2 separate regions of the Mus musculus genome follow, and region 2 is linked to region 1. A link is a contact called in public Hi-C data. All regions are on one chromosome and are shown on one strand. Each heading gives the region's core, a stretch centred on a gene start, on an enhancer-like site or on the middle of the called end of the contact. The rest is flanking DNA. Distances are from core to core; before and after follow the strand shown. Region 1 has its middle 48 kb from the start of Diras2. Region 2 overlaps Diras2 (DIRAS family, GTP-binding RAS-like 2).

What was found. A called contact is a pair of places that touch in the nucleus more often than the background predicts.
Region 2: a contact with region 1 is called in a Hi-C map of the N1E-115 cell line, with 1.8 times the contacts expected there. The contact joins two enhancer-like sites. A contact is called at or near these places in 7 of 39 promoter capture datasets (the 3T3-L1 cell line, the HPC-7 cell line, HPC-7-derived erythroid cells and 4 more), 12 of 484 Hi-C or Micro-C datasets (B cells, the C2C12 cell line, ECoMG-derived neutrophils and 8 more) and 2 of 115 datasets of contacts at active chromatin or transcription factors (embryonic fibroblasts and embryonic stem cells).

Annotation. Positions count from the first base shown.
Region 1 is chr13:52,479,416-52,486,961 of GRCm38.p6, reverse strand. No RefSeq gene overlaps it. Among named protein-coding and RNA genes, the nearest start is that of Diras2, 48 kb to the left of the region's middle. Within about 2 kb of position 4,966, at least 38 of the 459 cell types and tissues checked have an H3K27ac peak or open chromatin away from gene starts, as enhancers often do. A contact at or near this core is called in the N1E-115 cell line, where this site is marked.
Region 2 is chr13:52,511,750-52,519,295 of GRCm38.p6, reverse strand. All of the region lies in intron 1 of Diras2 (DIRAS family, GTP-binding RAS-like 2), which reads left to right. Among named protein-coding and RNA genes, the nearest start is that of Diras2, 15 kb to the left of the region's middle. Within about 2 kb of position 2,800, at least 6 of the 459 cell types and tissues checked have an H3K27ac peak or open chromatin away from gene starts, as enhancers often do. A contact at or near this core is called in the N1E-115 cell line, where this site is marked.

The sequences.
Region 1 (7,546 bases), core at 3,717-6,216:
TAGTGTTAGGGTGGAACTAGGACTCAGGCAAGATTTTTGGGCATGGATGAGGAAGTGGGCTCAAGTATTTCGGTCATTATGATAAGCCCTTTTTAACAACTATCATAGGAATAATCAAGGGACTTCGCTTGCTGCTTTGTTAGCAGTTCCTTATTGTATTGCTTGCCCAAAATACTTGCATGTAATTAAAATGGTATAAAAGGTGGGTTGGAAAATAAAAATTTGCCTTCAGTCTCAGAATTGACTGGGGTCACGCTACAATGTTGTCTAACTGTCCTTTTTCTTTTTAATCATCTCTCCCACGCTGAAGAACCTGTTGACTGACTGAATGGGCTTGGTCAGATCATCAAAAGTTCAAGACCATCCTTGTCTACATAGTGAGTTCTAAGGCATCTAGGACTACGCAGTGAGACCTTGCCTCACAAACTGAAAACACAAATAATACAAAGAAACTAGACAATTGACGTTCACAATTTGCTCAGGATGATCATAGATGGACTTGGGCTCTTGTCCTCTGGTGACTGTCACTTGTGTCCCACTGGGGAAGAAAGGAGGGAGCCCAGAAACATTGAAAGTAATAGAAGAGAAAGTGGGGAAGAGCCTCGAACACATGAGCACAGGGGGAAAGTTCCTGAACAGAACACCAACGGCTTATGCTCTAAGACCAACAACTGACAAATGGGACCTCATAAAATTGCAAAGCTTCTGTTAGCAAAGGATGCTGTCAATAGGACAAAACGGCAACTAACAGGTTGGGAAAAGATCTTCACCAATCCTTCATCTGATAGAGGGCTAATATCCAATATATACAAAGAACTCAAGAAGTAGATTTGAGAGAACCAAATAACCCTATTTTAAAATGGGATACAGAGCTAAACAATGAATTCTCAACTGAAGAATACTGAATTGCTGAGAAGCACCTAAAGAAATGTTCAACATCCTTAATCATCAGAGAAATGCAAATCAAAGCAACCTAAGATTCCACCTCACACCAGTCAGAATGGCTAAGATCAAAAACTCAGGTGACAGCAGATGCTGGTGAGGATGTGGAGAAAGAGGAACACCCCTCCATTGCTGGTGGGATTACAAACTGGTACAACCACTCTGGAAATCAGTCTGGTGGTTTTTCAGAAAATTGGACATAGTACTACCTGATAACCCAGCAATACCACTCCTGGGCATATACCCAGAAGATGCTCCAACATGTAATAAGGACACATGCTCCATTATGTTCATAGCAGCCTTATTATAATAGCCAGAAGCTGGAAAGAACCCAGATGCCCTTCAACAGAGGAATGGATACAGAAAATGTGTTACATTTACATAATGGAGTTCTACTCAGCTATTAAAAACAATGACTTCATGAAATTCTTAGGCAAATGATTTCTAGTTCCATTGAACTAGAAAATATCATCCTGAGTGAGGTAACCTAGTCACAAAAAAACCACATATGGTATGTACCCACTGATAAGTGGATATTAGCCCAAAAGCTCGGAATACCCAAGATACAATTCACAGACCCCAATGAAACTCAAGAAGAAGGAAGACCAAAGTGTGGATGGTTCTGTCCTTAAGAAAGGGGAACAAAATACTCACAGGAGGAAACATGGAGACAAAGTGTGGAGCAGAGACTGAAGGAAAGATCACCCAGAGACTGCCCCATCTGGGGATCCATCCCATGTACAGACACCAAACCTAGACACTATTGTGGATGCCAAGAAATTCATGCTGACAAGAGCCTGATATAGCTGTCTCCTGAGAGGCTCTGCCTGCAATCAACCAGCCTTTGGACTGAGCACAGGATCCCTGATGGAGGAGTTAGAGAAAGGACCATAGTAGTTGAAGGGGTTTGTATCCCCACAGGAAGAACAACAATATCAGTCAACCAGACCCCCAGAGCTCCTAGGGACTAAACCACCAACCAAAGATTACACAAGGAGCAAACCTTGGCTCCAGCCACATATGTAGCAGAGGATGGCCTTGTTGGGCATCAGTAGAAGGAGAGGCCCTTGGTCCTGTGAAGGCTCGATGCCTCAGTGTAGGGGAATGCCAGGGTGGGGAGTCAGGAGTGGGTGAGTGGGTGGGGGAGCACCCTCATAGAAGCATGGGTACGGGGATGGGATAGGAGGTTTCCAAAGGAGAAACTGAGAAAGGGGATAACATTTGAAATGTAAATAAATAAAATACCCAATGAAAGAAAAAGAGGGGGGAGGGGGAGAGGGGGAGGGAGAGAGGAAGAGGGAGAGAGAGAGAAGGGAGCTGAGCACTCCTCAACTGTGGGCTGTGGTGGCAGGAGATTCTTCTCATACTCTCAGATTTCTACAGACACTGAAAGATGCAGAGAATTGGGTAGGACTGTGAGGACCTGTCCCACTTCTCCCCATACCCAGGACCCTACAGACATATTTGAGACCAAGAGCCAATGACTTTTCCCTGTCTTCCGTTCAGATTTGCAGCCCAATTCCAGCTCATGCAATTGGAGCAGCCAAAGGGACACTCTACATCATGCCCCAAGATTTAACAATGAAACGATTTTTAAAATTCTGGCTCCTTTGAAAATGTCATTTCCTCTAAGGCTCAATAGTCCTTTGAGCTCTGTGCTTACAGCAGGTCTCAGCTATCTTATCAGTGTCTTTCCTTTCTGGTTGCTAAGTCTCCTTTCTTTGCTATTTTCTTAGTCCCATATCTCTCTTGTCCAAACTGGCTAAAGTCCTCTAGAGGATACCACCACACAAAGGGCTTGTGTGAACACAAGAGGTGTTTAACTGGGCCTTTGTCACTAAGGCCAATTGCTTTATTTAACGGGATGTTCCGGTCTTGTTTCCCACATTTTGCAGGATTCCTTTTGGAGAACGGTTATTCACTTTTTTCTCCAGGGTTCCAAAGAACTAAAAAAATTTAATTTCTTTTTATTAAGACCTGGTCAAACTTTTCCAACGTTCATTACTACCCGGCTATAATCCTGTTAAGCCCAGAAAGTTAACAGGTAACTTTGTCACAGAGAGCCTTCTGAGGCCCTGTTCTGGAGCTCTGAATGGGGCCAATGATTTTGGAGGAGCGGTGCCTGCAAGGGTCACCCTGGACTTGCTCGGAATCTGTGAGTTGGGATTCATTTCCTCTTAACCTGATGAGTGGGATTTAGCTGAGTGCCAGGGAGGCAAGAGAAGCTGGGATGTCTAAAGTAGACCCTCACTCAGGAAGAAGAAATATATTCAAATCCTGTATAGTATCATACGTGCCCTCTTGGGCCAACTTGACCTAGTTCTTGTGCACCGTAGATGTCCTACATTCTTGGCACACCCAACACGCTGGGGTCTCTAATACAGCTGCAGATTTACCTACACAGCTGCATACACAGCTGTCTCACATATTCCGTACGTACCTACCCTCCTATACATTTCTTGGCCTCTGGATTTTATTTTTTGTCCCCCAAAACTCCTGTTCCAAGACAGTGCCACATGGCTAATGTTCTGGTATGCTGATAGTTCAAGCAGAAGCTGGACCCACCAAGATGGCCATTACAAATGCCAGTGTAGCTGAATCTGGGCAAACATGTCTTTAGGCTGCGCTGTCTGAGCATCGCTCCCCAGAACCATCTCTCCTATTTTTCCAGTGTAAATCATGTGCTTTCTCTTTCATGGCACCTGTTTCTTTAACAATAAGAAGTGCTTTGTCTACAGCTTTTAATGTGTATGTCCTTTTTCCTCACCAAACTGTACATTTCCCCTATTTGTCTTCTCTTCTTTCTGCTCTGAATTATCACTATAATTCTGGATAAATGCATCAAGTAGCAACCATGTTGCAGCTTGGCTACCATGCTCTCATAAAATTTCCCTTGATAAATAAGCTGGTCTGGTTGGTCTATTGCTTCTATATTTAACATCACTTAAATTTTCAGCACATGGGCATCATGTTGACAGTTTTGTTTGTTTATTTGTTTTGTTTTGTTTTGCAGGAGGGTTACATATATGAATGACAACTAGTCCAATCCCTGATTGAGTCTTTGTTCTTGTCTGAAGCCTCCTGAGTAAGCTCTATTTTTTTTCTTGCCTTTCTTTTGTTTTCTTTTCTCTGGAGTAGTATGTGTGGCATGTGTGAATGCCTGTATATATGGGATGTGTGCGTGTGGAGCCCTGAGGCTGACATCAAGTGTCTTCCTTGGTCATTCCTTGCCTTTACTCTCAGTGTTTCCATCAGCAGCTTGGCTTTCTTCTTACCACCATGTCCCTCAACCATGTTCTGATTACTGTCATCTAGGGTTGCTCTGGCTCTTGCCGCCTCCTCCTCCTCCTCCTCTTCTTCCTCCTCCTCCTCTCCCTCTTCCTCCCCACCCCTTCTCCCTCTTCCATCTACTTTTCTTTATATTCTTCTGAGTCAGTCTCATAACCCAGCCCGACCTCGAGCTTGCTGTTCATTCATCCCAGCCCCCTTAATGCTGGAATTACAAGTGTGCACTTGCACACCTAGTTCATTTTCTTGTTCTTCACTCTCATTCAATTTAAAAGAAATAATAGCCCTTGGTCTATACCTTTCCAGATGCCATAGAAAAATAGCATCAACTTGAATTGTATTCTTTCTTCATCTTAAATTGAATCTCTGCCAGTCTGGCTCCTAAATGGCTCTTGGTGGCCAGATAATACCTTTTGATATTCACTCCCATTGCGGTCTCTTTCACCTGAGTTGGTCTGGTTGGTCTCATTCAGATGGACAGACAAGGGCAGAAGTGATAGGATGCCACTTCCAGATTAGCATATAATTGGTTTTGTTCTCCCATATTCTCCCTAGGTAAGCCTGCTGTACCTTGCAGAGAGGCATCTTCGACTCAGGACCGAGGTTGTGACCCTGCAGGCTAGCTAGGTTACCCACTCTGACCAACAGCTCCACTGTATCTTCACAGGGAACCATGGGCCAGGGGGATCCTGCTGGTTCATGGCTGGATTCCTGACTCATAGAAATGAAAGGCTAACAAATGGTTGTTTAGATTGCTCAGTGTTGAGTAATTGGCTCTGTGGCAATTAGTCTTCTCTTAGTCACCAGCCATGTGTCACTGGGATGCAATAGCTGGCACAGACTGATGGTGAAGCAAAATGAAAGTTTGGCTCAGGGTTCTAGAGTTTTAAGTCCAAGATTAGGTAATTCCATTAGTCCCTTTAGGTCTTCTGGTAAAGACCATTGTCTTAGTTAGGGTTTTACTGCTGTGAACAGACATCACAGCCAAGACAATGCTTATAATGACAACATTTAATTGGGGCTGGCTTACAGGTTCAGAGGTTCAGTCCATTATCATCAAGACAGGAAGCATGCAGCACTCAGGCAGGCATTGTGCGGGAGAAACTGAGAGTTCTACATCTCCATCTGAAGGCCTCTAGGAGAAGACTGGCTCCCAAGTGGTTAGGAGGAGGGATTCATTGCCTACCCCCACAGTGACACACTTCTTCCAACAAGACCACATTTACTCCAACAAGAGAAATGCCCCCTTGTAATGTCACTCCCTAGACCAAGCATATTCACACCGCTATAACCATGTATCCAAACCACACACCGAGATAATCTCTCTGTGCTGGTTAGTCAATTGGCACAGCTAGAGTCAATGAGAAGAAAGTTTGATGAGGAATTATCAAGTTCAGGTTTGCCTGTGGGCATGTCTGTGGTGGTGGAGGATTGTCTTGACATCTGATTGATGTAGAAAGTCTCAGGCTGCTTTGGGTTGCACCAATCCCTAAGCAGTGGGGTCTAGAACAGTGTAAGAGAGAAGAAAGCTATCTGAGAGCAAGTAAAAGAGAGATGCATGCATCTCTCTTCTTTTGACCATGGACACTAAGCTTTGAGTTCTTGCCTTTAATTTCCCCCCAAAATAGTGAATATAACCCAGAATTATACCAAATAACCTTTTTCTCTCCTAAATTGTTTTTTGTTGGGGGTATTTTATCAGAGTAATGGACATCAAACTAAGGCCCTCTCTATTCCATGATCCTTAGTCACACCCACAAAGTCCCTTTACCACATGGACCAATGCATCTCCTGAATCCAGGATTAACATGTAGACCTCTTTGAGCATCATTATTCTGCCTTTTTCCAGGGCAAATTCTTGGAACCCAGCACCATAAGCTGTGTATTTGATGTCTGGTTTCCCCCTTGGACTGTGTTGTTACCAACTCATACTGGACACCGATGAGCTTCCAAATTTTCATCTATAAAACAGAGATGACATAAAAAAAAATGATTCTGTCTCTTTTCACAGGTTGACGGGACATGATAAAAAGTTTGTAGAACCTCAGTTAAAGTTCCCCCCAATGTAAATAAATACATAAAACTGTGGCACTCTGATGATAACATAGGGCAGAACAGTAGATAGCTGGGCTGTGAACACCCACCGAGCAGAAGTGACCCCACCGTGGGAATGGAACAGATCATGAGAACTGAAGTGGTCTCAGGAAAGCCAGAACTTAGCATCAGAATGGAAGCAGCCAAAGGCTGTGTTGACTTTCTGGGGCGTTGTGAACAAACCTGTTTTTCTCAGACAGGGCACCAATGCCAGACCAAAGAGACACTTGTACCCATGCCTGGTGTGCACCAAAGAGTGTATCGGGATGACTTACAATAGCACAGCTGACTCAAAGGCAGCAGCAGCAACAAAAAGTTCACCCCAGCACGGGTGATAACTCACATCCCCGGAGCTTCCCATACAATCAGTTCAGAGAGTCCCTTAGTCTCAGTAGTTGTCACTGCTCATACAACCTTGAGGGCAGGGCCTGGGAATTGACTTTGGGAGTCATGAGGAGCTGCCTGAAGGGAAGGAATGCTTCACTTGGAGGAAATTGCAATTGCTATGCGACATTAGGCTCTGAGACTGCCTGCCTACTGTCTGGTTATTTCATGACATCCATGAGTGGGAGCTGAGAAAGCCGGAAAGGGAGAGGAGAGAGGATGCTCACTGCTTCTCTTAAGACCAAGTGACAACATGCAGTCCTTTACTTCCATGTCCCTGTAGACATAGCTCCCACGTTCAACTGAACATTCCATCTTATGCTTGATGGAAAGCAGACACTCACCAAACACTGGGCATGGACCTACTGTGGCCATAGAGGAAGGTTGCAATGTTCATCCCCTTTGCAGACAAGAAGCCTGGTCAAGTGCAGCCCCTGCTCGTCTTCTGGGGAAGCTCAGAGCCCTCCCCCACCCCACCCCCACCGCCCCAGTTCCTTTGATCCTGATCCCAGTTCCTCTAGGATCAGGCTTTGATTGAACGGCTTTCTACTTCTTACTGAAACCACAGCCCAGCAATCAAGTCTTACTCAACTGGGCAAGGCAGTAGAGAGATAATGCCTTCAAAGATGGCCACCATATCCCAACCTCTGGAACCTATAAACACCAGATGAACATAACTTCCTATGGTTAAGGAACTTTGTCGTTGTGACTAAGCTGAGCATCTTGAGATGAGGAGGTGATCCTGGGTTAGCAGGTAGGCCCGGGCCACATGCCAATGTTCTCAGCAAATGAATTTATTTCCAGTGGAGATCAGAGGGCGACTGGGACCATGAAGAAT
Region 2 (7,546 bases), core at 1,551-4,050, 34 kb before region 1:
ACACAGCTCTGGACAAGCACACAGAGCTCTTCTCTTTCCTTCCCCAACCTGGCAGAGCTGTTCTAAGAATGGATTGGGATTGCTGGCATCTTATGGCGGGTGGGGGGTGGGGGGTGGAGATGGGGGTGCGGGTCTGGCTCCAGGCTTGCCCTGCACCTGCAGGGTCTTCAAGCTGGTTGTTTCAGTTTAAGTGGACCACTATGGCTTCCCTGTGTTAACCTGGTGGTTTCCCATTCTGTTCACGTTAAGACCTGATGGCTGGCCCACTCCCCCAAGTTTCCATAAGACCTGTCTGTTCCTGTTTGTGACTTTGCTGTCTGTCTTAGTTAGGGTTTTATCACTGTGAAGAGACGCCGAGGTCACAGAGACTCCTATAAAGGAAAACATTTCACTGGGGCTGGCTTATGACAGTTCAGAGGTTTAGTCCATTGTCATCACAGGGCAGGAGGTGTGTGTGTGGGGGGACGACGACATGGTGCTGGAGAGGAGCTGAGAATTCTACCTCTGGATCCCGCAAGAAGCAGGAAGAGGTTGCCATACTAGGCGTGGCTTGAGCATCTAAGACTCAAAGCCCGCCTCCAGTGACCACTTCCTCCAACAAGGCCACACCCACTCCAACAAGGTCATACCCCCCTAATTCTGCTGCTCCCAATGGGCCTATGGGGGAGGGGGGCATTTTCATTCAAGCCACACACTGACCTTGTGTGCTATAACCATGGGAGGGCTCCTCCTTGTATCCAGAGCCTGTAGTGCCAATGTCTGTGTCTGCTGCCCTGTGCTGGACAGCTCCCATCCCCCCCATAGGATGAGTGTTCTCTCTTGGAACATTGCTCAAACATCTCACTTACCCAGTCATACTGCAAGTTCTTCAAATGGAACGGGACACATTGCCTTGACATATCTTAACCGTGTGGCCCCACACTGATGGAAACCTTCCATTTGGAAGTGTTTTCTAACAATTGGATTTTCAAGTTTGTAATTGTGCCAATAGAGTTAAATCTGTCATTGTGGTTATCAGTTTATTTATTGTAAACCGTCTACTTATTTATTGTGTTTGCACTCTTGTGCATGCACAAGTCAAAGCACTATTTTTGGGGTGTTGGCTCTCCCCTACCATGTAGGGTTAAGGAATGAAACTCGGCTCTTAGTACTTGACAGTGGTAATGTTTATCTGCTGAGCAATCTCATTGAACCAGAAGGGAGATGTTTGTTCATTATATCCCCCATCTCTCTTTCTCTTTCCTTCCTCCCTTCTTTTCCTCCTTTTCTTCCTTTTTCTTTCCTCCTGCAAGCTCCAAGGACCTTCTCTGCCAGTGTTCTTACACAAGGCGGAATGGTGTCCTAACAAGAAACTGGGGAGGAGGATTCTCAACTGCACAGTCTCCCTTACCCATGCTTACAAACTTGAGAATCCATGGGGGCATTTTGCTCTTCAAGTTGCTTGAGAGAACAATGGGGATCTATAGATGCCTTGTGCCAGCCCTGCAGAGGATTTATACATGTATTTTTTGTCTATTTCATTTTCTTGAGACAGATAGTACAACACAGATTGGCTTTGAACTCCTGAATGTCCTACCTTTACCCACTTAGTACCAGAATCACAGATGTAAGCTACCACATTCTTTCTGTAACCACATTTAAACGATTTAAAAGACAGGAGTAAGCAAGATGGCTCAGAGATTAAAGATACTTCCTGCCAAACCCGATGACCTAAGTCCCATCCCAAGGGCCCAGAGAGTGAAGGAGAGAACTGACTCCCAAAAGTTGTCTTCCAATCCCCACATGAGCACCACAGCTCTCTCCCTCAGCATGCACAATAAATAAATAAATATTTAAAAACACAGAGGTGATATTGGTTTAAATAATATAGGTATAAAAATAAGGATGGAGGGTTATCATTTTAACATGTGATCAAGGTCAGAATCATGTGTGAGCTGTCCAAATCAAAAGCCTTCAAATCCAGTACTGCCTGGTTTGACAAAGCCCAGATGTGCTAGCTCCTAGTAGCTGGTGGCTACAATGCTTAAAAGCGTGAGCTGGCTTGGCTCGAAGTGCTGGGCCCAACAGTCCCCACTCCTCACCGTCATTAACCCAAAATAAAATTAGAGCTGCAAGAGAGGTGTGCATTTTCATTGGTCTTCTGGAGAAATTAGATTGGGGAAGCGGCTGTCAGACCAGATTAGATCTTCGCTGTTTATACCATGTAGTACAGACAACAGAGGAAGAGTGTCTGCTTGGCTAATATCAACACTTAACTGACATTTCTTGCTAAAGGATTAGAAAAAAAACCTTTTTGTATATGGTCTTCTATATTCTTACTGTGGGAGAATCTTCACAACATAAAATCTGCCACATTAACCATTTCCAAGTGCAGAGTCTGATTACATCAGTACAGCCATGTTGCCAACACACAGATCCCATACAAACCCCCATTCCACCCTGCAGGTCCTAAATTCCACCCATTCAACAGCTCCCATTAACCCCACAGCCCAGTTCAGTGTTCTGCCTCTGTGATTTTGAACATGGCTTACATCCTCACAGATGAGCCCCTAGGCTCCGTGTTTATGTTTTTCATGTTGGCGTGTGTGCATGTACGTACTGAAGACACCATATACCTCACGTTTTGACACTTGGTCTCCTAGTCTGGAACTCTTCAATTAGGCCAGGCTGGCTGGTTAGCAAACCCCATGTCTCTTCTATTTCCATTTCCTCAGTGCTGGGGGTCAGCTATCACATCTGGATTTTTTTTTTCTAAGTGTGTGTTGGGAATGCTCCAGTGGGCCATCCCCTCAGCTTCAGCATCTTTTGGCAACTAGCTTAGCTCATCTTACTCACACTGTCTTCTAGGTTGGTGTGTGATGTTGGAATTTTTTCCCCCAACCCCGACCCAGGCTGAAAGATGCACCTTCTCCTGCATATATTCCATCTTGTTTATCCCTTCATTTGCCTGTGGGATTTGAAGGGCTCCCAGCTCTTGTGAATAATGGTGGCTGTGAGTTCTTGAGGGCCAGCAATCTGCTGGTGGCCCATGTTCTGGGAAGCAGAGTTGCTGAATCATCTAGTAATTCTATATTTAGCTCTCTCCAAAGAGGCGGCGCCATAGTTTACCTCTGCCATCATAGGAAAGCATTCCTGCTTTTCTACATCATTTGTTACTATCCTGTTTTAAAATGATCTCTCTCTCTCTCTCTCTCTCTCTCTCTCTCTCTCTCTCTCTCTCTTCTGTATGTGAGTGTTTGAGTATATGTGTGTGTGTGTGTGTGTGTGTGTGAGTGTGTGTGCCCATGGGAGTTGGGGGGGATGTTAAGGCTACTTTGAGCTATCTAACTCAGACACAAGGAACTGAATTTATGTTCTTTGGAAGAGCAGCAAACACTCTTAAGTGCTGAGCCATCTCTTCGGCCCTCATCTATGATCTTATTTTGTTTTGAACAGTTATCTTGAGTGAGTATAAAGCAATCCTTCACTGGGCTTTGGGTTTCCGTGTCTAATGGCTGGCGTCAGACCCTTTAAAGCGGGTGCACTTTAGAGAAATGTCTGTGGAGATTCCTTGTTGGTGCTCTGTCTGCTCATCTTTTGCCTTCTCAGTTGTAGATGTTCTTTCTATATTGAGGGTCCAAATCCTTCTGAGACTGTACATTGGCCCCTCTTCTCTGGACCCCCCTCACTTTCTCAGTGAAAATCCTTTGCTGGGCAAAAGGGTTGAATGAAACCTAACTTATCTACTTATGTGGGATGGTGAGGGGTCTTAAGTGCTTCAAAACAACCTCAAAAACAGAGAATAAACTTGGAGGTCTCATACTACCATTCACAAAGTTACCCCAGAGTTACAAAATTCAAAGCAGTGTGGCACTAGCATATGTCTATCTAACTATCATCTATCTATCTATCTATCTATCTATCTATCTATCTATGAAAGTATAATGTGGGGTCGGGTGGGTGTGGTGTACCACTTTTCTGGGACTAGCTCCAAAAATCCCAGCATTTGGAAGGCTGAGTTTGAGGCCAGCCTGGGCTGCACAAGATCCTCTGTCCATATTCTAATATAACAAAGAATGGCTTACTTGGAAAATTCATAGATGTGTTTTTAAATTTCCTGTGAAACCACCCCTTTTCCATGTTGTAATATCAATCATAGCCACTGTTCACTTACCTTTCATGAATAGTTCAGTTGGGCTCTGAAGGGTCAATATTTTGGAAACATTTAAAGGAAACAACAAACTCAGTGTAGGATGCCTTTAGTTCTGGTACTCAGGAGGCAGAGGAAAGCAGATCTCTGTGCATTTGAAGCCAGCCTGGTTTGCATAGTGTTTCTCAGGCCAGCTACATTTCTAGACAAGGGTCTGGAAAGGCTACATAGTGAGACCCTGCCTTGAATGAGATAACTAGAAAGGGAATACTGTTACAATATAAAGTGTTATACTGAGGGCAAGTGCCATGGAAGAGCAAGGTGAACACTTCTCAAGGGTGGCATCTGCACCCTGCAGGAGACATGAGAACCTCTGAGCTCAGGCTGGGGATGTTGTCTGCAGGAAAGGAATCCAAGATATTGCACGTTTTCAAATGCTGAATTCCTCAGGATTTTTCATTTCAACTCCCCATCCTTGATATCCTTGCGTCCCAGAAAACACCTCTCCCCAGAATACAAGTATCCTAGGGTACTCAGGTCCCTCATCTAAAATGTAGAGTGTTTGCTTAGGACAGCCACATACCTTTCTATAGACTTTCAACTGTACGCTCAATATAATGTCAATCATGTTACACTGTGTTGCTCAGAGAAGAAAAACAAATGAATGAATATGTATACTATGTATATTAAATATATACAATCTTTTTCTTGACATCTTTGATCTGAGGTTGGTTAAATCTGAGGATGTAGACACCAAGAGGGCCTGCTGTGTAGTCTTTGTAGACAGGAGTCAGTCCTCAGGAGATGGGCATTCAATCAGGTGAGAGGACTTGAGAATAACCATTGAAATACCACCCATATTAACCAAAATTATGTTACAATAATGAAGTCCCTAAGGCAGGCTACTTTCTTTAGCCCATGGGTCTTGAGGTGCATGGTGGAGAGGCACATCTGGCAATAGCTTTCTTGATGGTGGCATCCAGAGGTGGTGCGGGGCATAGCATATATGCACATGTGACATGGTTTCTGTCCTTCTTATAACACCACCAGGTTCAGTTGTAGGGAGCTACCTTGTTTTCACATTTTCCCAAATTTCCATCTGTAAACACTAATACTAGAATGAGTCTTACCCCCTCGACTCTTCCCCTCTGGGATTAAAACTTGAGGGATGCTAAAATCACACAATGGAGCCACAGCTTCATTGAAAATAATTTACCAGTCACGTCTATACCCCAAACATGCAGTGTGTTCAAGGCAGCAGACAAATTGAATGAAAAGAAATTGGGAACTGAGAACAATTTAGGGGGAAAAAAATTCCGAATAATTCCAAATGTTGCAAACAACCAATTAATCCCCAGTCAGCAAAGTGTGATGGGAACAGGTGTCCTTTCCTGCACAGATGGTCTGTCTTGTTGTCTACTCCTGTTTGAAATCCTGTCCGTGGTGTCCATAGACAGGGGCTGGAAGAAACCCAAAGACAAAGAATGGAATGCTAACTTCAAGGTTTAGAACAAATGGCAAATAGCTTTAGAGGATTTAAATACTGGGATCTATCTAATTCTACTTATCATCTATCTTCTATCTGTCTATCATCTATCTATCTATCTATCTATCTATCTATCTATCTATTTTTCATCAATTTTCTATCTGTCTGTCTATCTGTCTACCCATCTATCATCCCTCCCTGCCTCTGGTGCTTTCTCTGAATAAAGACAACCCTGCCACATGCACTGGACTCTGGGGCTTCCTGGACCCTTCCAGATGGTTTATCCAACACTGAATGTACACAGTATTTCCCACTCCTCTAAGCCCTGTATGACTCTGTCCTCTCCTATCTTGTCCCTTAGTTGCTACATTTCTTTAACGAGAGCTCTACGTTCCTCGTCTGGTCTAGAGCTGTCTCATACTCACTACTCTGGTGCTTCCTGCCATGACGTCCGTCCTCATTCCCCAACTCCCCCTGCTACTTCCACCAGCGCATCTCTTGAGTGAGACTCACTATGTCTCCACTGAACTCCCAGTTTTCCAAAGACCTTTGCTCTATGTGTTTCATAGCACAGCCAGCCTTCAACCTGAGAGTCAGATGACAGAGCCTTCTGGATTCCCTAGAATTTTATGAATTGCTTTAAAAGTTTGGATTTCAGGCAGGTGGATTTCTGAGTTTGAGGCCAGCCTGGTCTACAAAGTGAATTCCAGGACAGCAAGGGCTACACAGAGAAACCCTGTCTTGAAAAACCAAAAAAACAAAAAACAAAAACCAACCAACCAAACAAACAAAAAACACAAAAACAACAACAACAACAACAAAAAACCCCAAAAAACAAAAACCCAAAAACTTTGGATTTCAATTCTATGCTAATTCTAAGTGTATAAAAATGTTATTGGGAATGATCTAGATAACCACCTTATGTAATGGCACAGCCATAGCGTCAGTTCCACCCCGCCTCCCTTCCCCCTCCCCTGCCCCCCATGTCAAGATGTTCCACTTTCCTAGTCCCCAGCAGGCAACTGTCAGTTTTAATCAGGCTGTGGTCTGCACATTCTCTCTAGCTCTTCTGCTTACCCTAGGAATGCATTTACTCTGCATGTGGCTTCTCACAGCGGGCTCTTCTGTTGTGAGTGGAAGGCCAGTCCCATTATCTATTAGGAGCACCATCTAACCTGTTGTATTTCATGTGTTATTATCACAAAGGGTTCATTTCCGTTCCTTTGGGTCTAGGAGCCAGTTTTAGAGCCAGCAGACACCGGGTTACACACAGGTGATTACTGCTTCCATCAGCAGTTTTCTTAACTAACAACTTTACAGAGAGATAATTCACCCAATTAAAATAATTAAAACTTATGATTTGCTGCTTCTGGCCCCATCACCATTATCAATGGTAGAGGATGTACCCATACCTGACCAACCACCTCTCAGCCCTCAGTTTCTTCTCACCTCATCCCAGGGCAACCACAGAGAAACTCTCTCCCCCTGTCAGCACTGTAACAAACACCAGAGGCTATCAACGTAGGAAGGGAAAAAATGTTGTTTTGGTTCACAAGTTTTAGGAGGTCCCTCCAATGACCGGTTGATAAACCCCTGCTTTGAGCCTGGGTGATGTTTCATGGTAGGAGTGTGCGCCAGAGCAAAAGAGAAAGGTGGGACAGATCACAGACCCTCAGCCTCCCCCGAGCTTTTCACTAGACCCCACTTCTTAAAGGTTCCACAGCCTTTAGCACATAGCTCCTTAGAAGATGGGCAGGAATCTGACACAGGCTTTTGCTTTGTGTTTGCACCTGAATTTCCTTTGCTGAACACAAGCTGGGAAGGTCAGAGCCAGTACCTTGTCTTTCTCCCATTCTGAGGGAGGCACATTTAGTCTCTACCCTTAATACCACCCACACTGAGATTTTCACAATGCACCCTCTGTCTAAGGA